Regions from separate parts of the Rattus norvegicus genome. Here region 1 is linked to region 2. A link is a contact called in public Hi-C data. All regions are on one chromosome and are shown on one strand. The core of a region is the stretch at or near the end of the contact, and the rest is flanking DNA. Distances in the headings are between cores, read along the strand shown.

The links. A called contact is a pair of places that touch in the nucleus more often than the background predicts.
Region 1: a Hi-C map of liver shows a contact between it and region 2, with 3 times the contacts expected there. The contact joins the promoter of Zfp3 here to the promoter of Gltpd2 in region 2. A contact is called at or near these places in 9 of 12 Hi-C or Micro-C datasets (the A7r5 cell line, the Rat2 cell line, Schwann cells and 5 more).

The regions. Positions count from the first base shown.
Region 1 is chr10:55,973,902-55,980,745 of GRCr8, forward strand. It overlaps Zfp3 (zinc finger protein 3), which reads left to right and starts at 3,126. Exons shown (of 2, transcript NM_001109034.1): 1 at 3,126-3,837.
Region 2 is chr10:55,727,080-55,734,166 of GRCr8, forward strand. It overlaps Gltpd2 (glycolipid transfer protein domain containing 2), which reads left to right and starts at 5,120. Exons shown (of 3, transcript NM_001115030.1): 1 at 5,120-5,434; 2 at 5,629-5,795; 3 at 5,884-6,776. The coding sequence starts at 5,150. The coding sequence ends at 6,421. It overlaps Vmo1 (vitelline membrane outer layer 1 homolog), which reads right to left and starts at 578. Exons shown (of 3, transcript NM_001191823.1): 1 at 387-578; 2 at 160-275. The coding sequence starts at 578.

The DNA of each region.
Region 1 (6,844 bases), core at 1,876-4,375, 240 kb after region 2:
AGATTGCTGTGTTTTGATCCCACAAGTCTGTGATTCAGAAAGTGTGTAGGAGGGGCCTGAGAACTTTTGTTTGCAGCCAATTCCCAAGTGATATCAATGTTTCTGGTTTGGAGATCAGAGTTTGTTATTGACTTTCTATCCTGGCCTTGACTTAGAATCATCTGTAAAGTTAAAACAAAAGGCAACCGGTGTCTAGATCTCTCTCTCCCTCCATCCCTCCATCCCCCCTCCCTTTCTCCCTTCTTCCTTCTTCCTTTTTATTTTTTTTTCTGAGACATGGTTTCTCCATGTATCCTTGGCTGTTCTAGAACTCACTCTGTACGGAACTCAGAGATCGACTTGCCTTGCCTCTCGAATGCTGGGATTAAAGGAGTGTGCCACCACTGCCCAGTGACATATTTTTCTATCAGTAAGAGAAGGTGACATAACATATAAAGAAATAGAAACACCAATTTATTTACAGGTGGGGGCAAATTCCCAATCTCTGCCTTCCCACAATAATGTCCCACTTACTAAAAAGATAAAGGGAGTAAATGCTGATTAATGAGTCCTCCCCTCCTCAGGGCTCCTGTGTGTGGCCCAAATCCACTCTCAGTATGGAGGCTCCTGGAGGAAATTTCTAGCATTCTATCTCCAGTACAGCATAAGACTCCATACTTTTAAAGACTCCCAGGTGAAGTTAGGTATGGCGGCACAAGCTTGAAATCCTAGGGTTTGGGAGGTAGAGGCAGACCTCAGGTGTATTGAGTTTAAGGCCTGCCTAGGTAACTTCAGTCTGTACGAGGTTTCAGGCTGTTGCAAGCCTGGTCACGCTGGTTTTTGAAGGATTCAGAAGACTTTGGAACTTTGGGCTAGAAAGGCAGTTGAATGTTTGTAATGAGACGTCCTAGTGGGAGCTTGGAAAACAGTGCTGATGACTCTTCAGACTGTGGAGGCCCAGCTCAAGGGGTCTCACAGAGCAGCAACGTTAAGCAAGTGGACTAGAGACTTATATTTTTGGCAAAAAATTAATGTTGCTGCCTTCTGTGCACGACAGGAGTTTTCAAGGCAGCCTAGTACTGTATCTGTCCTGTGGTTAGAAAGAACTCTTTTATGTGGATTACAATGAAAAACAGCAAATGGGGCAGACAGTTTTTTAAAAACGTACAATTTGAAGAGGAAAAACATGAGTAACAGGAAACATAAAGTTACACCCAATTCTTGTACTGAGAGAGATAATGAAATTAAGGAGACCCATTGTCTGCACTGAGCAAGACCCCTCTGGTGAAGCTTCCAATTTGTAAATAAAAAAGATCTGAGGATTTTTTTCTCTTTCTGTTCCTAGACAGGAACGGCAAACAAATTCTGCTGCAGATGTGACTAAGTGGGCCACCATCCATCCCAAGCTGGCAGTTGAAGTTGGCAGTGTCATCCCCATGGCGCTGACTTTAAGGTCATGAAGACCTGAGTAAAGCGGCCATGGGAACTTCCTCTGTGGTTTCAAAGAGCTGCTGAGGCTGGTGTAAGGCAGAATAGTCCCTGTGTAGGCCCTGAAGCCCACTGTGTGAAGCTGTGAAAGTGAAGCCTGCATTGTGTTGGAAACCCCATGCTGTTAGGGAGGCCAGGGAGAAGAGAACTGGGCAAGGAGAGCTGCATCTTGCAGTCAGCAGAGCTGGAGGGGCAGGACAGCCTCCTTTTATACCAGAAACAGAGCTAGAGAAGTTGGTGCTTTCTTGTTTTGGTTCAGTTATTTCTTCCCGGTGCCCCCATCTCTCCCTTTGGGATTAGTCATGTGTATTCTGTACTAGGATATGTTAAAGCATTGGGATTACAGTACTGGGGGTTGAATTTAAGGCCTACCTAGCACATTCTAGGCAAGTGTTCTACCTCTGAGCTATACCTTAGCCTCCTCTGCCTTTTCTCTGTTCAGATCTCCTTGTTCGGGCCTATTTCTTTCTTCTTTTATTTTATACACACCAGAAGAGGGCACCAAGATCACACTACAGATGGTTGTGAGCCACATCTGTTGCTGGGAACTGAACTCAGGACCTCTGGAAGAGCAGTCAGTGCTCTTAACCGCTGAGCCATCTCGACAGCCTGTTCAGGCCTATTTCAGAGACCATTACTTCAGAAAAGACCAGATTCCTCACAATGTCGTCCCAAACTGCACTACTCTTCCCTGATAGCAACTGTAAGAACAGTAAGGAAGTACTGTTCAGTTCTGTTTCTATGTAATATTCACCTCTGGACCAGTTAGAAGGAAGGATCATGTGATTAGTCAAGCCAGGGCCACCACTGTGCCCCAAAGGTGGGAGCTAGCGTCCATGTTTGCCTAACTGCAGACTATTGTGATATATGTCCAGTACATGGCCCTCAAAAAGGAAATCGATCACCTTGAGTTCAGCATTGAGACAAGGTATGAGGGTTCAGAGTCCCTCAGGCTAGCCTGTCTTACACCAATACCTTTGATTGGCAGCCCTACTATCTGCAACAACCTATAATTTTAGTTGACTCTGTTTAAATGCTCATATTAGAGTTGGGTGTTAAGTTAGGATGTTATCGAAGTGAAGAGACACCATGACCACTGCAACTCTTAAAAAGGAAGACATTTAATTAGGGCTGGCTTACAGTTCGGAGGTTTAGTCCATTATGATCATGGTAGAAAACATGGTAGCCTGTAGGTAGACAAGGTGCTAGAGAGGTAGCTGAGAGTTTTCTATATGTGATCACAGGCAGTAGGAAGAGACTGTGACACACCACCCAGGTTTGGGCTTGAGACCTCTAAGCTGGCCTCCAGTGACACAATTCCTCCAACTAGGCCACACCTACTCCAACAAGGCCACACCTCCTAATAGTGCCACTCCCTATGGGCCTATGAGGGCCATTTTTATTTAAACCATCACAAGTATATCATTTTAGGCCTCTAATCCCAACACCTGGGAGTAGAGGCAGGAGGACTGCCTTAAATTCGAGGCTAGGTTGAACTATTAATACACAATTAATTCAAGACCAGTCCTAGATGCAGAATAGGACGCTGCCTCAACCTCCCCACACACAGAGGTCTATTTCACTGGGCATGGTCACTCATTTCAGCACTTGGAAGGCTGAGGCAGGAGGATCACCACATTCATAGTCACATACGTGCTGTACTAAAAGATCAAATTTATTCAAGAAGACAGGAAGGCCAGCAAATAATGCAGTTCCTATTGCCTGAACAGGCTACGGAAATCACACTCGATCTTGAGATTTTTGTCAAAGCATCACTCCCTGAAGCCTTCCTAACCTCAAAGCAGGTCTCCCCCCTCGCTCCTAGAAGATGACATGCGCACCCTAAATCTAGGGTCCTCGGTTGACAGACTCTTGGAAAGTGGTAGGGAAGGCACAAATACCGCTGCTCAACACGTCCCCGCGGGAAGAGTTGCGGAGCTTCAAGTTTTCCAGCCCACGGAAACGCCAGGGGCGCGCAGAGCGGCTGCTGCGGGGCGGAAGTGCATTCCCGGAGCCGTTCTAGGAAACCGGGAGGACCCTGTGCGTCAGTGGTCCGGGGACGCAGTGGGTTTCGCAAGGTGCACCGGGACATTCTCGTAAGCCGACCACCCCTGCCCGGCCCGGCGAAGATGAAGTGAATTAGGGCGAGAGCAGCAGACGGGAAAGCTGGGACGGGTATGGAGGTGTGGACCCGATGGCCACCTGTTCCTCCCGCGAGTGGGACTCTCTCGGATTGGCCGCAGTGCCGCCCGGCACCGGAAGTGGCCGGTGTGGGTCGCCCGTGACACCAGACGACAGCTGCGGTTCTGTGCGCGCCGCGGTGCAGCGCCCCAGGCCCAGTGGAGTGAGCGTGGGCGGCATCCGCCAGCGGTGAGGCCTCTTTGGTTCCGTCATGCCCGGGGGAGGAGGGCGTGGGGCTCCCAGCTTGGAGCTGGAGTCCTGACTGTAGGCTCGCCCCTGACTGGGGTTTGCTGTACGACCTTGGACTTTATAGCACCCGGGGCTCCTACTCATTTGCACACGGAGAGGGTGGAGCCTGGGCACTGTCAGGAACGATACTAATTCTGCTTCCAGGCCTTGTCAGCCAGGGAAACTGGAGAAGCAGGGTCCAATATGGGCATGCCTACGACTTACGCCTATTCTCTCTCTCTCTCTCTCTCTCTCTCACACACACACACACACACACACACACACACACACACACACACACACACACACACACATTCATATATTCTCTCTCTCTCTCTCTCTCTCTCTCTCTCTCTCTCTCTCTCTCTCGCCCCCCTTTGGTATTGCATTCCGTAAGTATACTGCTAGAATGAGTAGCCCTCGTGACATGTTGTGACCTGTGCCGGCAGGCAGAACATTGTCTTATTAAGGTTAAAGAAAGACGATAGAATTGACTAAAGAGACGGCTCAGCAGTACTTGCCGCTCTTTCAGAGGACCCCGGTTTGGTTCCTAGCACTCCTCATATCATCTGTAACTCATGTGCATACACATCTGTAACTCATGGAGCAACACACATCTACACATAATTAAGAGTAATAACAATCATAAAGGAGACTGAATTGAGCACAGAATTGACGAAGTTCCCTTGATTCCGGGTACCAGAGAAGGAAAATAATAATGTCTTGGGAGAAAGAACTTTTTCTTTTCCTTTTTTTTTTTTTTTTTCGGAGCTGGGGACCGAACCCAGGGCCTTGCGCTTGCTAGGCAATCGCTCTACCACTGAGCTAAATCCCCAACCCCCGAGAAAGAACTTTTGTTGTTTTAGTTTGATTTTTTTTGAGATAGGGTCTTGCTGCATATCTCTGGCTAGTCTAGAGCTCACTATGTAGATCAGGTTGACCTCAGACTTTCAGAGATCCACGTGCTTCTGTTTTCCATGTGCTGGGATTAATGGTTTGTGCCACTATGCCCGGCTAAGAACTTATTCTTATATAAAAAAGCAATATCAGACACTGCCCTGGTCTCTTTAGGGACAATGATGAATGGAAACTCCAGTTAACCTTCAAAACAGCTGCAGACTTGTCACCCAGATAGCACACAAACCTCACTTAATATTTACCAGGTATCAGAAATGTGCTAAGCACTGAAATTAACAAGATGAGTAGAACATCATCCTTGTTCATGGTCTAGAGTAGTGCAACTCCTCTGAGAGCTGAGTGTCCCTGTTATAGGGTTGCCTAAGACCATTGGAAAACACAGATCTATACATTATCATTCATAGCGGCAAAATTATAATTATGAGGTAGCAATGAAAATAATTTTATGGTCGGGGTTCACCACAACATGTGTATTATAGGGTCGAAGTGGCATTAGGAAGGTTGAGAACCTCTGCTCTAGAGAAAAGCAAATGCATAATACGGTGGCATATTGTCTGTATGAAGAAGTAACACTTGTTGGGGCCTGCAGGTCAGAAGGAGGATGGAGGGGGGCTGCCCACATCAGCTGCATCTCGATGTTTGCTAAGTGCACAGGTGAGCAGCAGTATTCCAGGAAGTGAGAATGGTTTCTTTGCAAAGGCAGAGACATTTTAAAGAATAGACAGTGTTTGGCCTGCAGGATACTGAGCACACCTGCACCTGCTAGTTGTTGTTGGGGAATGTGAGGTGGGATGTGGGGAAAGGAAACAGGCTTGATTAGGAGAGCATTGTGAGCCGTAGGAAATAATTCATTCTGGAAGCTTCGAAAAGCATAACAAACAGGAAGTAACATGGAAACTGTAGTTAAGGAAAGGTGAGAAAGGGACTAGGGGAAAACCCGGCTTCGGAGGACCAAGGGCTCCTTCCTGCAGATGTTAGTGAGGACTTCCGGAGGAGGTGGGCCTTGTGCCAGATGAGTAATGGAATTTGGTTCACCCTGGCTCAAAAATATGCAGTTTTCATTAGCTGCTGTTCGTTAGCAGGTGTGCCCATCAGAACTTTCCGAATGAGGTTTCCGAGACTTTTCTCCTCCAGTGCTTTGCTAAGACAAGTCCAGGTTTGCAGAGTTGAGGACCCTATCCTAAGCTGTAGAGACCAGGTAGAGGTCTGCCTGTCATCCCCCAACATGAAAACCGACTGCTTTCAGCCTCCCTCCTCCATCTTCAGGAATAGCTCATGATTTAGCAAAGAGATGGGAAATGCTTGGGGAATATGCATTTAGGCCCTGGGGGCTTCTATATGAGAATGAGGGCTCATGTGTGGCTTTATTTCTAAGACCCTCTATATGAGTGGAGAGTGGCTCTGATTTCTATGTGAGAGGACACCTAGAAATTACACTCATTATATTCACTGGCAGAATACAAAGTAAATATAATAATGCGGAAGACTGAATTTGAGTCCCTTCCCCTTCGTTAGTTTTGTTTGTTTGTGATAGGGGCTCATTGTAGCTCAGACTGGCTTCAAACTTGTGACTTTTCTGCCTTAGCCTCCTGAATTCTAGGATTACAGATATGGGGTACCACACCCAGCTCCCATATCTTTTATTGTCTTGTTTTACTCTGATTAAGTGATTTTCCATATCTTGTGCAGGTATAGATTTCCCAAGTGCTGACTTCCTTTAAAACAAAACAAACAAACAAACTCTAGAAGGTGCTGAGCTAGGCATGACACTGATGTCTGTAATCCCAGGCACTCAGGTACTCTGGGGGGGCTGAAGCAGCAGCATTGTGAGTTGGGGGGCCAGCTTTGGAAACTTAGTGGAGTTTGTCTCAAATAACATAAAAAATAAACAGGGTGTGATGACACGTGCATTTAATCCCAGTACTTGGGAGGCAGAGGCAGGTAGATCTTTATGTTACAGGCCAGCCTGGTCTACATACAGAGTTCTAGGCCAGCTGGGACTATGTACTGAGACCCTGTCTCAAAACAAAGGAAGGGCTAGAAGTACAGC
Region 2 (7,087 bases), core at 3,870-6,369:
ACCTTAATGGAGTTTATCTCAAGAAAGGGAATTAACAGAAGGGAAGGGGTTTACCTTCATACTAGGGAGAGTGTCCTTCCCATTGGAGAGTGAACCTAGAGCTTTACAAACACTAGATAAATGCTCCACCCCACTGTGGTTTTTAGTCCCTAATCTCACCTCCCAGACTGGGACTCCACGACATGGGTGTTTTGCTGTGCGTTCCCTCGAGTGCAGTGCAGCCGGATTCCATTCAGGGCTGTGTCATCTCCAGGAATGCCTTGAGGGGGCTCCACCTAGGTCAGGAGGGAAGCAGAAGTAAGGTCCACTGAGGGGATCCTCCTCATTTTCAGTTCTGCAATTTGTCACACCTTTGCCCTTTCCAAGACCCAACTCTGAACCTTCACCTTGACAGAGAACCCACTGGCAAAGTATCCATCAGGACACATCTCAGGCCAGGCCCAGTCACCCCAGGTACCACCGTTGGTCACTTCAACAATCGATGCATATCGTGGTTCTACGTGAATAAGTTTCTGTGCGTGTGCACAGCTCATCACCCACAGCAGCAGTAGCAGCCCAGCTTCAGCCTGCAACTTCATCCTGCATTACCTGTGAATCTGGTCATTTAGCTGGATTTATATCCGTCCTGTCCCCATCAAGATTCAGGTTGCAGCTCTATACCAGCCCTCTCCTTTCATGGCTCAGATTGCGGAAGAATGACCAAGATTAAGTGACACTCAAGACTAATCTGCTCCGATCCAGGAACCCTGAAGATTTGAGGCCCCCAGGAGTTAGGGAAGGAGGGGCAGTGGAAGCCACTGAGTTTAAATTAGCACTTACCGCCCTGGGTTCAGTCCCCAGCTCCGGGGGGAAAAAAAAAAAAAAAAAAAAAAAAGCACTTACCGAATACTTACCGCTGGTTGTGATAGGCACTCCTCAGGCATTTCATGTCATCGTCGCAATGATTATAAGATAGAAATTATATTTCCTAGCTAGTAGACGAGAGAGCTGCGGGTGACTTGCCCCCCAACCCTCCACTGCCCCAGTGAACTGAGGGAAATCCCAGCACCTGAGCCAAAGCTGGAGACTGCAGCAATCCTAGGAAAAATCTGCCAGGGACAGGATTAGGCAGGGGACAGTGTGAGGATGACAGTATTTACAGGACATAAAAAAGAATACCATTAACATAGATCACGTCTGTGAAGGATAGGGGCTGGGAAAAGGTCTTTTTTTTTTTTTTTTTTTTTTCGGAGCTGGGGACCGAACCTAGGGCCTTGTGCTTGCTTATTTTTTATTTTTATTTTTATTTTTTTTTCGGAGCTGGGGACCGAACCCAGGGCCTTGCGCTTGCTAGGCAAGCGCTCTACCACTGAGCTAAATCCCCAACCCCGGAAAAGGTCTTTTTAAGGCTGTGGCTGATTCCTTGAGAATCTTGGACACCAAATATACCCAGAGAGACAGGGACTCCCTCTGTAACCCAGGTTGTTCTAAAATACTGTGTGTAGCTGTCTTACTTAGGGTTTCTATTGCTGTAATGAAACACCATGACCAAAAGCAAGTTGGGAAGAAAGAGTTTATCTGGCTTACACTTCCACTGGAGGAACTCTAGCTTGGGAGGAGCCTGGGGTCAGAAGCTGATGAGAGGCCATGGAGGGGTGCTGCTTACTGGTTTGCTCCTCATGGATTGCTCGGCCTGCTTTCTTATAGAACCCAGGCCCACCAGCTCAGGGAGGGCACCACCCACAGCAGTCTGGTCTCTCCCCCATCAATCAGTAATTAAGAAAATGTCCTACAGGTTTACCTGCAGCCATATCTTATGGAGACATTTTCTTAATTGAGGTTCCCTCCTGTTAGATAACTTTAGCTCATGTCAAGTTGGCAGACAATCCAACACAGTAGCCCAGGCTGACCTTGAATTGTCCACCATCCTCCTGCCTCAGTCCTAGGATTATCAGCATGGGTCACCACATCCTTTGAGACAGGAATAATTTTAAGACTTTATGGACAGGGACTGAGGTGGCTGCTCTTCTTCTGCTTCTTGTATTCTTTAAGACAGAAGAAATGCCATTCACTATGTAGCCAAGGCTGGCCTGGGACTCTTGATCTTCTGCATTGGCTGCCTGAGTTCTGGTATTATATCCCCTTTACCTTGCCTTACTTAATAGTCTTGAATCTTTTCCCAGAATGCCTTTCCTTCTTTGACCAGCAGATGGACCCCTAATTCACAAAACAAGAAAACAAAACTTGGCTAAATTTGTTAGGGGGCACCACCCCTGATCTGCTGACCTCATACACATTCCTCTGTTTCTTTAACGCATATTTATTTACAAGGCATTTGGTTTAAGAAATATTCTAGGGCTGGTGTGATGGCTCAGTGGTTTAAGAGCACTGACTGCTATGAGTTCAATTCCCAGCAGCCACATGGTGGCTCACAACCATCTGTAATTGGATCTGATGCCCTCTTCTGGTGTGTGACTGAAGACAGTAACAATGTACTCATATAAATAAAAATAAATAAATAACATTTTTTAAAAAAGAAGAAATATTCTAAATGCCGACAAATGGCCAAAGAAAGTAAGGTGCCCGGCCAGGCCTAGTGGCTCAAGTCTGCCTATGATCACAGGGGCTCAAATAGCTAAGTCAGAGGATAGAAAGTTCAAAATCAGCCTGGGATATAGGGCATGATAATGCACGCCTTTAATCCCAGCACTCAGGAAGTAGAAGCAGGCAGATCTGTGAGTTTGAGGCCAGCCTGATGTATATAGTGAGTTCCAGGACAGCCAGGGATATGTAGAGAGACTCCGTCTCAACAAACAAACAAGTAAGTTAAGTAAGTGAATGAATGAATGAATGAATGAATGAATGAATAAAAGAAACTGGGGCTATGTAAAGAGATCCTGTCTCAAACAAACAAACAAACAAACAAACAAATAAATAAAATGAGTCAACCTGAACAGTTTAGATCCTGTCTTGAGAATAAAAAGGGGAAGGAGGAAAGGTGGGGTTTGATGACACTTACAACCCAATGCATCCATAAAGTCATGGATTCAATCCTCAAAGTACACAGAGGGAGAAAGTACCTGTCTTCACCACAGCTCACACTCCAGCACACAGGCGCACACACACACACACCACACACACAGAGAGAGACACACACACCACACACACACACACAGACACACACCACACGCCACACACAGAGACACACTACACACACACACACAGACACACACACACCACACACACACAGACACACACACACCACACACAGACACACACCACACACAGACACACACACACACACACACACACAACACACACGGTATTGGGACTGAACCTACAGTCTTGCACATTGTACGAAGACACTCTACTCTGAACTATATCCCTAACCCATTTTATACTTTTTTCTTAATTTTTCACAGAACAAGGCTTGATTTTTATTTATTTATTTATTTTTTTGGTTCTTTTTTTTCGGAGCTGGGGACCGAACCCAGGGCCTTGCGCTTCCTAGGCAAGCACTCTACCACTGAGCTAAATCCCCAACCCCGATTTTTATTATTTTAAAAAGCTTGATATTTATTTTTCTGACTCTGTATTTGTGCCTTCAAAACTTACACACTGGTTTTCTGCTCCTCAATAAGGAAAATGCACTAGAACCTGTCATGGACACATTTAGCACAAGTGGGATCACCATATACACTGCTACAGTTTTGTTGTTTTAGGCAATGTCACAGGGACTTTAGATCTCAGAGCACAAACTCCTCGAAGTCAGCCTGGGCATGCGCCTTATGTGGATTTTGGTGCTTTCCTAAGTTTCTTTGAATAAAGATTAACAATTCTGTTACAAGGGTTCTGGATAGACATTTTTTGTTAAGAGTCTGTATTACAGGGTTGGGGATTTAGCTCAGTGGTAGAGCGCTTGCCTAGCAAGCGCAAGGCCCTGGGTTCGGTCCCCAGCTCCGAAAAAAAAAAAAGAGTCTGTATTACAGACAATGCTATACCAAATACTGGGCTGTGCTGAGCACCTCTAAACATTATTACTGGAGTTGAAATGGTCTTTTTTATAAAAATGTTTAAGACAGAGTCTAGATAAGTTACCCAGGCTGGCCTTGAACTTTTAATATTCCTACTCCAGCCTCCCAAATACCTAAGGTTACATGGGCTACTGTGGCCAGCTATGAGAATGCTTTTGTATTCTGGGGGGCGGGGGTCTACCATGGGAAAGTAACGATTGAGTTAATGAATGAAAGCTAATGTGAAGCTCAAAAAAATTAAATCATGACATCTAAGAATCGCTGAAGGGAGACCTCAGACTCAAATAGTATGCAAGGGCAAAGAGCGTTTATTCTGCAGAAATTACCGGCACGCAGGGGCCACGACAAAATGGCAACAACTTGAGGAGCTTGCGAGGTCCCCTTTTAGGCAGGTCTAGGGCAATTTTCCAGAAGGATTAGGTAACCTCTAACATGATTGGTAGGGCTCACAGTAGTAACATTAGTACCGTTTTCATTGGTTGCTGTTAGTTCTGCTATAATTGGTGAGACCTTGAGGAATTTTGGAAACCGGCTCAGTTCTGGCCTTGTTATCTCCTCCAGCTCGGTGTGTCCAGGAGCTGACTCAGCTCCCAACTATCCTACCTAAGTCAGGGCATCGTTGACTCAAGGCTCTTGGTCAGTGGCTCCCTCTGAGAAGCCCGGTATGCTTCCTGGGGAATTGCAATTTTTACTCCCAAGGTTTCAGGACCTCTCAGTAAGAATGTAAAAGAAGAGAGTCTAATGCCCCATCACCTTGCCTTAACCAGGAAGATGTGTTGGGCAACTGTGATCAGCTTTCCACTTGGAATGTTTTCACAGGGGTTAACACTTGATCCTCACATGAGACTTACAAAGACTCATTATCCGCAGTTTACAGTGGATTGGTGCCCAGAGTTTAAGTAGAACTCACAAGAGGCCACCTCTTACTACAAGCTAGCCCCACAGGTAAAGGCAATGCAGAGACCGGTCACACACTATGTCCCCCAAATCTTCATTAGGTCTCTCACCCCAGGATCTGACCTCTAGGGCAAAGGACACAGGGGAGGGGGCCTTAATAGATTAATTATTAACCCTCTGCACCTCTGGACACCACGGGAAGAGAAAGGCCACCACCTAGCTAGGTGAGGTGTGCCAGCATGGTCCTGGGGGTCTCACTGTCCCCAGCCCTGGGACGCTGGTTCCGCCATGCAATCCCTTTCGCTATCTTCACGCTGTTACTTCTTTATATCAGTGTATGGCTCTTCCATGAGTGGCCCTTTGAGTTGCCAGCTCAAAGAACTCAGCAGTCCGGCCTGTGGGAACTCAAGCTCTCTTCTCCTTCTCCAGCCCTCACCTCTCTGCTTCCTGTCACCTCAGGTGTTTTACCAGGCTGCAGGCCTGGGGTGCAGTCCTGCAATCCAGAGAGAGCGCTACCTTCCCAGGTATGTTTGAGTTTTAAGGCCAGAGTCTGGGGACTCTCGAACAAGGAAACTGGGGAACCAGACTGAGAATCTAATGATAGGAGGCTCTCTTTTCCCTTCCCCCTTCAGACGCGAAGAAAAACCAGGAGGAACCCCAGCTAAGTAGGCTTAGCAGGCTAGGAACTTTTCATGTATCTCTTATATCTATCTCCCAGATTGGCCCAGCATTGAGACCCCTAGTGGTCCCAGAGAAGGAAGAACCTCCCTGTCTGAGGCCTCATGGGTTGCTGGGTCGCATGGTGAGCCCTTTCCTGGCCTGTATGAGCCCTGAAGGCGATGTGGAGTTATCTCAGTATCTGGCAGGTTGGCGAGAACTACTTAGGTGAGTGGTCTCCCTCCCCCAAGCCCATCTTCTCCGAAATAATTCTATGCTCTTTCTCAAGTCATCTCCCCACTTCACTACCAAACAGGCTCCTAACCCCCCTTGGCTCTGTCTTCGCCTTTGCCACCAGCGAGGCCTCCAACAAGGTGACCGCCCTCGAGGCTCATGTGCACGGCCCTGATGCTTCACATTATACATCGCTGGTGACTATGGCGACGTGGGAACGGCGAGCAGTATTGCTAGAGCGTCCGGGGACCACACCCCGGCACCTAGCGAGGCCCTCCGGCTCTCAAACGCTGCTTTTGCTGCACCGCGCGTTGCGCTGGTCCCAGCTCTGCCTCCATAGGGTGGCGACTGGGAAGCTCGGAGGTCCAGAGGCTGGCGCGCAGTGTAGGGACGCCTACAGCACCGCCCTAGCCCCGTACCATCCATGGCTTATCCGTCAGGCCGCTCGCCTGGCGATCCTGACCCTCCCGAGCCGCAGTCGCTTGCTCCAGCTGGCGTGTCCTGGAACCGGAGAGGCGGACGCGCGGGTTGCTCTGGCCCGGGCCGCCCGCGTCCTGGAGGATGTGTACAATCGTACCCAGGGCCTCCTGGCCAGCCACGGCCTGCTTCAGCTGGCTTGATACCGCGACGACCTGAGACTGAACAGGAAGGCTTTTCTGGGGTGGGATCTAGGTACTCATAGTTACGGGCGGCTTGGATAGTGGTCCTCCTCCGTGACGTCACCACAATTAAGGCCCGCCCCCAACAGGGCGGCCCAAGTTAATGTACGAGGGCCTTTCATCTTCAACCTTGGGAAGCTGGAAGAAGCAATGAAGAATAAAGAATTCTGGAGCGATGGCTCAGCGGTTAAGAGCACTGATTGCCGGGCTGGGGATTTAGCTCAGTGGTAGAGCGCTTACCTAGGAAGCGCAAGGCCCTGGGTTCGGTCCCCAGCTCCGAAAAAAAGAACCAAAAAAAAAAAAAAAAAAAAAAAAAGCACTGATTGCTCTTCCAGGGGTCCTGAGTTCAAATCCCAGCAACCACATGGTGGCTCACAACCATCTGTAATGGAATCTAATGCCCTCTTCTGGTGTGTCTGGAGACAGCAACGGTGTACTCATACATAAAATAAATCTTGAAAAAAACTAAAAAAAGAAAGAGAAAGAAAATGTTTAAAAAAAGAATTTTCTAATAACTGTCGGCATTCGGCGTTGTGTATGGTGACTGTAGAGCTAGCTTAAGGGGGAGGAATGTGGGAATATGCCTGTTCTCTGTGTCTGAAAGCCTCATGTTCCCCTTGCTCGTTT